Regions from separate parts of the Sus scrofa genome. Here all the other regions are linked to region 2. The links are chromatin contacts, called in public HiChIP or PLAC-seq and promoter capture Hi-C maps. All regions are on one chromosome and are shown on one strand. Each heading gives the region's core, a stretch centred on a gene start, on an enhancer-like site or on the middle of the called end of the contact. The rest is flanking DNA. Distances are from core to core; before and after follow the strand shown. Region 1 holds the start of NUP188 (nucleoporin NUP188 homolog). Region 2 holds the start of GLE1 (nucleoporin GLE1). Region 3 holds the start of C1H9orf16 (UPF0184 protein C9orf16 homolog).

The links. Promoter capture Hi-C pulls out the DNA fragments that hold promoters and counts their contacts. HiChIP or PLAC-seq counts read pairs in DNA pulled down with a chosen protein or histone mark.
Region 1: a contact with region 2 is called in an H3K27ac HiChIP or PLAC-seq map of alveolar macrophages. The contact joins the promoter of NUP188 here to the promoter of GLE1 in region 2. A contact is called at or near these places in 1 of 5 promoter capture datasets (liver) and 1 of 2 datasets of contacts at active chromatin or transcription factors (alveolar macrophages).
Region 3: a promoter capture Hi-C map of liver shows a contact between it and region 2, with 4 times the contacts expected there. The contact joins the promoter of C1H9orf16 here to the promoter of GLE1 in region 2. A contact is called at or near these places in 1 of 5 promoter capture datasets (liver) and 1 of 2 datasets of contacts at active chromatin or transcription factors (alveolar macrophages).

Annotation. Positions count from the first base shown.
Region 1 is chr1:269,258,043-269,260,838 of Sscrofa11.1, reverse strand. It overlaps NUP188 (nucleoporin NUP188 homolog), which reads right to left and starts at 1,343. Exons shown (of 43, transcript XM_021069837.1): 1 at 1,245-1,343. The coding sequence starts at 1,276. It overlaps DOLK (dolichol kinase), which reads left to right and starts at 1,355. Exons shown (of 1, transcript XM_001928919.5): 1 at 1,355-2,796. The coding sequence starts at 1,683.
Region 2 is chr1:268,892,972-268,895,671 of Sscrofa11.1, reverse strand. GLE1 (nucleoporin GLE1) reads right to left here and starts at 1,391. Exons shown (of 16, transcript XM_003122222.5): 1 at 1,173-1,391. The coding sequence starts at 1,271. It also overlaps a transcript of ODF2 not described here.
Region 3 is chr1:268,614,690-268,617,389 of Sscrofa11.1, reverse strand. C1H9orf16 (UPF0184 protein C9orf16 homolog) reads right to left here and starts at 1,350. Exons shown (of 2, transcript XM_001927625.5): 1 at 1,059-1,350. The coding sequence starts at 1,137.

The sequences.
Region 1 (2,796 bases), core at 94-2,593, 370 kb before region 2:
CAAGCCTAAAAAAAGGAGAGCACAGCGACCACAATGCTGCCCGATACAAGAGCTGACATGAAAAACAGCGGAGGAGAAAAACACAAACTGCTCCAGAAATAGTTCGATGGAAATTCCAGAGAAGAGAAATCTCACTTGAAACTTTACATGATTAAAAAGTATCATCACAATGGAAAAAAAAAAAAAAAAGTCACTTGAGCAGAGAGGCGCAGGAAGTCGTACAGAGAACAAGGGCAATACTTGTCATAAATATTTACTCAGAGCCTATTCCATGCTCTTCGGAGTGTTGAGTAGTAGTGAAAAGCCAAAAAAAGTAGCGAAACACTGCAGGCACAGGGAAGAAGTGACAAGGGGACGGTTAGCCGGGAGGGTGGCCGCGAGAATGGAAGCCGCTTCGAGCTGTAAGTGGAAGATGGAAGTGTGGCGATCTGGTTACAGATCCAGAGGCAGACACACGCCTGTTCGAAGCCTCACCGGACCCCTCCGCCAGTTCTGAGTTGGGTCTATGAGTCATCTATCCGTAAAACACAAGGTGCCGCTCGGAGTCGTGGGAGTTCAAGGAGATAAAGCCATGGAAAAGAACGCGCCTCGCCAGCCCGGCGCTGGTATCGCTCCAGAAGTAAGAACTGTCTCTTTCTTTTGAGTATTTTATCTTCCCGTCCCCAAAGCCCAGTACAGTGCGTGGGGTGTCCGCTGACGGAATCAATACAGGAGAAAATGAATAGATGGATGAATGAAAGGCTGGGCGGCCCAAGAGGGCAGAAACTGCAGGAACGTGGCTCGGCGACGCCCGAAACAGACCTTCCATGGAGAGCACATGCGGGACCCTGGGGAGCGCCGCCGGGAAGGGCCCAGGAGGCTGCGGCGGGGACGGGGTGGGGGCTCCCCGGGCGACCGCGAAGCGCCCCGTCGCGCCTCGAGGGAGCGTCACGCCAGCCAGGAAGCGGGAGGGGGGCGCCGAGGGACGCGCCACGGGGAGAGGGGAAGAAGGGAAAGGAACCGGAGACCGGAGGCGGGCGCCGAGGGAAGGGGTAAGGCACCGGCCCCCTCTCCGAGAAGTCGCTTCAGATGCCCGCGCGCCGAGACCGTTTGGCCGTAACCGCCTCCATCCCGGCGCCCGTCCGCCTAGCCGGCCTTCGCCCCGCCACTGCCGCTACATCGTGCCCTCAAATCCCGCCCCGCTTCCGGCTCGGATTCGACCCGGCGCCTAACAGCCACCCCCGCTGACTCGGCCCGCTCCGCACCTCACACACGGCCCGGTGGCGGCCGCCGCCATCTTCGCGCGCGCGCGCCCTAGCCCCGCCCCCAGACGCCGCGCCCACGTGACCGCTCGCCTCCGGGGCGTGGACGGGGCTTTTCGTCACGTGACGGCGGGCGGGGCCAACATGGCGTGGCCCGGAGCGGTGAGGACTCCCGGGCGAGGGCGGTCGAGTCAGTGAGGGAGTCGGTGGAGGAGCGACACCTACGCTTGAGGTGGGAGACGTTGGAGCGTGACCTGACGCCAGCTCCTTGCCTGCACAGAGTGATCATTCAGTGGCGCTTCCCTTCTGGCAGCAGGAGAGCGGATAGAGAACGTGCTGGCTGGGTGAAGCTACCGCTCTGTGCCTGGCGAGGATTGAGGAGCCCAGAATCCAAGGCATCTCCAGTCACCCGGGTTTCCCCGGGGTCCCAGATCTAGAGACATGACCCGAGAGTGCGCTCCTCCGGCCTCTGGGTCCGGGGCTCCGCTGAGCGGGTCCGTGCTGGCAGAGGCAGCGGTGGTGTTCATAGTGGTACTGAGCATCCACGCAGCAGTGTGGGATCGGTACTCGTGGTGCGCCGTGGCCCTCGCCGTGCAGGCCTTCTACGTCCAATACAAGTGGGACCGACTGCTACAGCAGGGAAGCGCGGTCTTCCAGTTCCGAATGTCCGCAAACAGTGGCCTCCTGCCCGCTTCGGTGGTCATGCCTTTGCTCGGACTGGTTATGAAGGAGCGCTGCCAGGCTGCGGGGAACCCATACTTTGAGCGCTTTGGAATTGTGGTGGCGGCCACTGGCATGGCAGTGGCCCTCTTCTCGTCAGTATTGGCTCTGGGCATCACTCGCCCGGTGCCCACCAACACCTGTGTCATCTCGGGCTTGGCTGGAGGTGTCATCATTTATATCATGAAGCACTCTCTGAGTGTAGGCGAGGTGATAGAGGTCCTGGAGGTCCTGCTGATCTTCGTCTACCTCAACATGATCCTGCTGTACCTGTTGCCCCGCTGCTTCACCCCTGGAGAGGCTCTGCTGGTATTGGGTGGCATCAGCTTCATGCTCAACCAGCTCATTAAGCGGTCTCTGACTGTGGTGGAAAGCCAGGGAGACCCCTTGGACTTCTTCCTGCTGGTGGTGGTGGTAGGGATGGTGCTCATGGGCATCTTCTTCAGCACCCTCTTTGTTTTCATGGATTCAGGCACCTGGGCCTCCTCCATCTTCTTCCACCTCATGACCTGTGTGCTGGGCCTTGGCGTGGTCCTGCCCTGGCTTCACCGGCTCATCCGCAGGAATCCCCTGCTCTGGCTTTTTCAGTTCCTCTTCCAGACGGAGACCCGAGTCTACCTCCTGGCCTACTGGTCTCTGCTGGCCACCTTGGCCTGCCTGGTGGTGCTATACCAGAATGCCAAGCGGTCATCTTCTGAGTCCAAGAAGCACCAGGCCCCCACCATTGCTCGGAAGTATTTCCACTTCATTGTGGTAGCCACCTACATCCCAGGTATCATCTTTGACCGGCCACTGCTCTACGTGGCCGCCACCGTGTGTCTGGCGGTCTTCATCT
Region 2 (2,700 bases), core at 142-2,641:
CTCACATCTGACGTGGCTGTGGCTGTGGTGTACGCCGGCAGCTGTAGCTCTGATTGGACCCCTAGCCTGGGAACCTCCATATGCCATGAGTGCGGCCCTAAAAAGACCAAAAAAATAAAAATAAAAGACGGAAATACACATACAAGGTTACAAGTAATGGATCATAACTCACTGAATAAAACAGGAACCCGTGAGGATAGTGATATAAATAATTAAACGGGAGAAACGAAAGCACTTCCTTACAATATGTATAAGGAATGGTAGACATAAAGAAACACCATTTGGCTACATCACAGAAGAGACTAATTCATGCAGAAGTCGTCAATAAACGCTAAGGGTGGAGGTTTGATGAGAAAAAAAATATATTGGTCTAATCTTGGAATACCCCCCCACAAAACAGTAATCAATTACAAAGGGAAAAATGATTTTCAAGTGGATTGGTATCTGGCAGATACCAGTGTGACCATGTGATCAAGGTCAGTGCCATCACCAGTGCTGGGCTGGAATGAAGCACCTGTGTGTTACTGATGTGACCTATTCATGTGACTTACTGAGAACACAGCATCATTTCTGTGGTATTCCTGCCAAGAACGCATAACCTGAGTCTACACCAAACAGACTCGTGCTGGGATTCATGCTATATAAAGTATGTATTCTTTAAAACTGTCAAAGACATAACAAGGAAATGCTTTAGAACTGACACATTTAAGCCTGAAGAGACAAACGTCACGTCTGTACCTAGATTACCAGCAACTCGGGAAGAAGAGCTGAGCCTTAACTGTCTACAGTACAGGGCTTTGCAAATCCCAGGTGCACGGACCACGCCCCCATTACACTTTCCAGGTCTGCCCAATGTCATCTAAAAATCTGGTCTTTTCATTGGGAGCAATAGGTTAGGTCACATTAACCTTTCACCGCTAAATCTGGATCTCCCAACGGAAGAGACGCGCAGTAAATTCGCTGACCCTAAGAGGCAGGGGCGCCTGACTCCGGCCTGGAGGAGAGCACTGAAACCTCCAGAGAAGGGCACCTCTGAATAGGGGCTCCCCGAAAAGCCAAACCAGGCGGGAGAAGGCAGAAACGCCAAGGCAGGGTGAGGCGCACTCAGGAGTCAACGGCTGGTTGTTACAAAGAAGCAGCGTCCCGTGACGCGCCTCTGGGCCATTGCTCACCTCGCCCCGCAGCAGCCAGTCGCGGTGGTAGCACAGGCGACCTTTGCCCGAACTGCGCAGCGCCTGCAGGGTCTCCCAGCAGCGACCTTCCGAAGGCATGGCCTGCCTCGAAGCAGCTCCTCACAGGTGCCGCCGGAGACAAAACAACTCCTCGAATCAGCCGCCCGGAAACGGGTGCTCGCTTCCGCTTCCGGGGCGCGCACGCAGCTGCGCACTGCAACCCCGCCCCTAACGTCCGCATGGCCCCGCCCCCTGCGCCGAGCCCGCCCACTGACGCGCTTGCGCACGGAGCTCGGCTCTGGACTGTCGCTGCGTTCCAGGGAGCTGGGTAGACCGAAGGCCTTCGAAGGCCGGCCCTTTGAGCTTGCAGAAAACTGAATAGGTGGTGATGAGGAATGCAGAGGCATTGGAACCCTCAGACACTGCCGATGGGGGTCTAAAAGGGGGCAACTCCTGTGGAAAACAGTCTAGCACTTGGTCAGAAGGTTAAAGAGTTAACATTGACCCGGCAGTTCAGCTTCGTATATACCCAAAAGCTACGTGTCCACAAAGAACGTAGAATATTGGTAGCAGCATGATGTACAATTGCCAAAAGATGGAAGCTCAAGTGCCTATCAACTGATGAGTCAATAAGATATGGTGTATCCACACAATGGAATATTGGGCCACAAAAATCAAGTACGAATACACGCCTACAACATGAAACCTTGAAAACACTATAAGTGAAAGGAGACAGTCACCATATTGTGATTTATGTGAAATGGGCAAAGTGACAAAGCCAAAAAGACATAGGGACTTTATTAGTGGTTGCCAGGGGCTGGGAGGACGGGAATGGGGAGTGGATGCTAACAGGTACGGGATTCACTTATGGGTGATGAAAATGTTCAAGAATTAGATAAAGGTGGTGGTTGCACAACTTTGAATATACGAAAAACCGCTGGATCATGCACTTGAAAAGAATGCATTTTATGTTACGTGAATTCTACCTCAACAAATGATTCACCGTTGCCGGAGGCCAGCTTTAAATAGGGACACTTGAACTTTTGACTCTTTTCCCCATTTCATGGGATCTCAGTTGAGGCAGAAAGGAAAACGCTCTGGAGTCTGAAGCAATAGAAACATTTTTCATTTATCAAAAACACTCTGGGCTTTTTGTCATACAGTATTTTACAAAGAAAAATAGAACGTTGTTGGGAGAATTCCAGCAATGGCCCCCAAGGGGGGTGTTTCCCACACCAGCATCACCCACAGCAGAGCTCTGTACTGAAGAGGTTTCCATTAGTTTGACAAAAATAAGAGTCATGAGTTATACAGAAATGAATACACATGGGTGTGAGTTTGCCAACTGTCTTTTTTTTTTTTTTTTTTTTTGGCTGCACCCATGGCATATGGAAATTCCCAGGCCAGGGATGGAATCCAAGCCCCACCTATGTCACAGCTGAAGCAACGCCAGTTCCTTAACCCACTGCACCTTAATCCACAGCGACATGAGCTACTGTAGTCAGATTTGTTTAATTATTCATTTTTG
Region 3 (2,700 bases), core at 101-2,600, 280 kb after region 2:
ATCTGCCAACTTCCACTCGGTGTGACTCCCAGGAGGTCCTCCCTGATGCTCCCACCACAGCTCCCAGTGCGATTAACCACGCCTGGTGGCTGTCCACCAGCAGTGCCCCCGGCAAACCGGCAGCTTACCACTTACCCCACTTACTCTACCTCTTTATTAAACACAGACCCTGAGAGAGGACGTGTTCTAAAGCTATTGTGGTGATAGGTGCACAGCTCTTTGAATAACCTAAAACCCACCGAATTGTACAATTTAAGTGGCTAGATTGTATAGGATGTGAATTATAACTCAATAAAGCTGTTCCTGAAAACAAACCAAAAGCAGACTCCATACTTAGCCCATGCTTACTGTCCTGCCCTCTAAATTAATAAACTAATTTTTATTACACTGAAGGGAATAATAACCACTTTCAGAACACTTGCGTGCTTGGAACCTGCTAAGTATTTTCCATTCATTTTCTCATTTAATCCTGGCCCATCTCAATGCAGAAGACACTAACCATCATTCTTATTTTGCAGATGGGGAAACGGAGGCTCCAGAAGGTGAGAAGGGAGCTGACGGTTCTCTCTCCACACCCCCACCCCCACCCCCCGCAGTGCTGTGCAGGCAACAGGCGACTTTAGTAAGCAAGTCACATTCGCCAGGGCTCCAAGCCACACCAGCAAAGGGGGCAGGGGATGCTGATTCAGCAAGTTGGCACGCCCACCCAGAGGGTCCACGCCCGGCCCCGCCCCCCCCCAGGAGCCTCGGTCCCCACAAGGACTGAAAGAAGTGGCTGGAACAAATCCCAGTCCCCAAAGAGCGAGGGACCCTGAAGCGGCCTCAGTTTCCCCGTCTGGAAAACGGGGTTTGCCCACGGAAGTTCCCGATTGCTACGATTTCCAGGGACCCGCTGGCAGTGCTCTCCCGGGGCGCCTGCAGCTCCCGACCCACCCTGGGGCGGGGGGATGGGGAAGGCTCTGCAGTCCCTTCCCTGCCCCTATCCCAAGCTCCAATTCCCCTTCTCAGGAGGGCACCCCCGAGAAAGCAAACGTCGCTTCAGCAGCCCTCTGGGTCACCTGCTTCCCCGAAGCCGTCATTCTCGCCTTCCGCGCCCGCCTCCACCGGCATGCCCAGGTCCCCGTTGGGGCCCGACATTGCGGGCTCGGGCGCCGCAAGGACCGCGCGACGATGGAAAGCGGCGACGGTCGCGCAGACAGCCGGCACCAGGCGGAAGGTGGAGGCGGTGAATGGAACTCGGAGCCGGAAGGGTGGAACGCGCCGGAGGAAAGCGCTTGGGTGGCCGGGGCCCCGCCCCCGAGGCCGGAGCCCCGGGGCCCGAGCTCCGCCCTCTCTCCGCCCCACCGCCGGAACTCCGCCCCTGCTCTGCCGCCAGACTCCGCCCCTACGCTCGAGCCCCGCCCCCACCCTGCCTCACAGTCGAGCTCCGCCCACTTCCGCCAGACGTCCTCCGACCCCAGCCCAGGCCCCGGGCCCGCCCCCATCCCGGCCGCCGGGAGAGACCATCCTGGGGCATCCTGCCGAGAATGTCAGGTGGTGCGGGCTTGGCCCTCGGCGAGGGCACGTGAGCCCGACAGAGGAGCAGGGCAGCCTGGGACCCCTACTCCAACCCATACTGCAGCTGAGGACCTGCGGGTAAGCTAGCCAGCGCCTCTGCGTGGGCAAAATCTGAGATGCGTGGTTTCCAGGGCCCCTAATGTATGGAGAAGGTATCCGTTCACAGCCACCTTGAGAGTCATGGTCAGGAGAGTGCAGCTTGTGGCTGTCAGTCCGGGAAGGCTTCCGGATAAAGTCTACCCAGCTGCCATCACACCCTATCCTTTTTACCAGCTGGGAAGGGGAGGCCTGCCCAAAGTCACCCAGCCAGAAAGCGTTGCTCCTGAGCTGGACTCAGAGCCGTGAACCCGTTCAGGGGTGCCCCTGAGTCCGGTCCGCGTCTGGGGAGAGGGGCTCACTTATTGGGGCTCTTGTAGCTGAAGCTGCTAGGAGGCCCCATGGCTGCTACAGCCTGGTCCTGGCCTCACACTGGCGGTTCCTGTGAACAGGCCAGCCTCTAGGTGGGGTCAGGCCCAGACCCCGATGATGACAGCAGGAAGGGATCCTCTCTGTCCCAGAAGCTGCCTTATTGTTTCAACTGAGCAACACGGAGGCACAGTGAGTCCTCCTGTGGTCAGAGCCACCACTGACTTACATAAGGGCAGCCCTGCCTTCCCCTTAACCAGGCTGAGTGGAGGCGACGCCCTCCACGGAGCCAGAGTGGGAAGAATCGCAGTGAACTGCCCCCACCCAAGTCAGCTGACCCTCCTTGATGTTGAGGGGTGGGTACCCTTCCTCCCTCTGTCCCCCTAGTACCCCCTTCCAGCCAAGCCTCTGCTTACTCCCTACCACTTGGGGCTGGATACCTGCCCTCAGCCCCCTCAGAAGATGCTGTGTCCATGGCTGGGGCAGGTGGCAGAGAGCACCCAAGCCATTCCTGGAGAGGGATGAGTCTTGGGCTCCAGAAGGGTCCTGGGAGTGTACCTGGGGAAGCAGGACCTGCGGCTCAGACTTGATCCCTGGCCCAGAAATTCCGTATGCTGTGGGTGCAGCAAAAAAAAAAAAAAAAAATGCTGGCTATCGGTTCTGTGGCCTCTATCCTTTGCTGAAGACCACAAAGGGGGGTCCAAGAGCGATGCTAATGTGAGCCCACCCTCTGCCTGT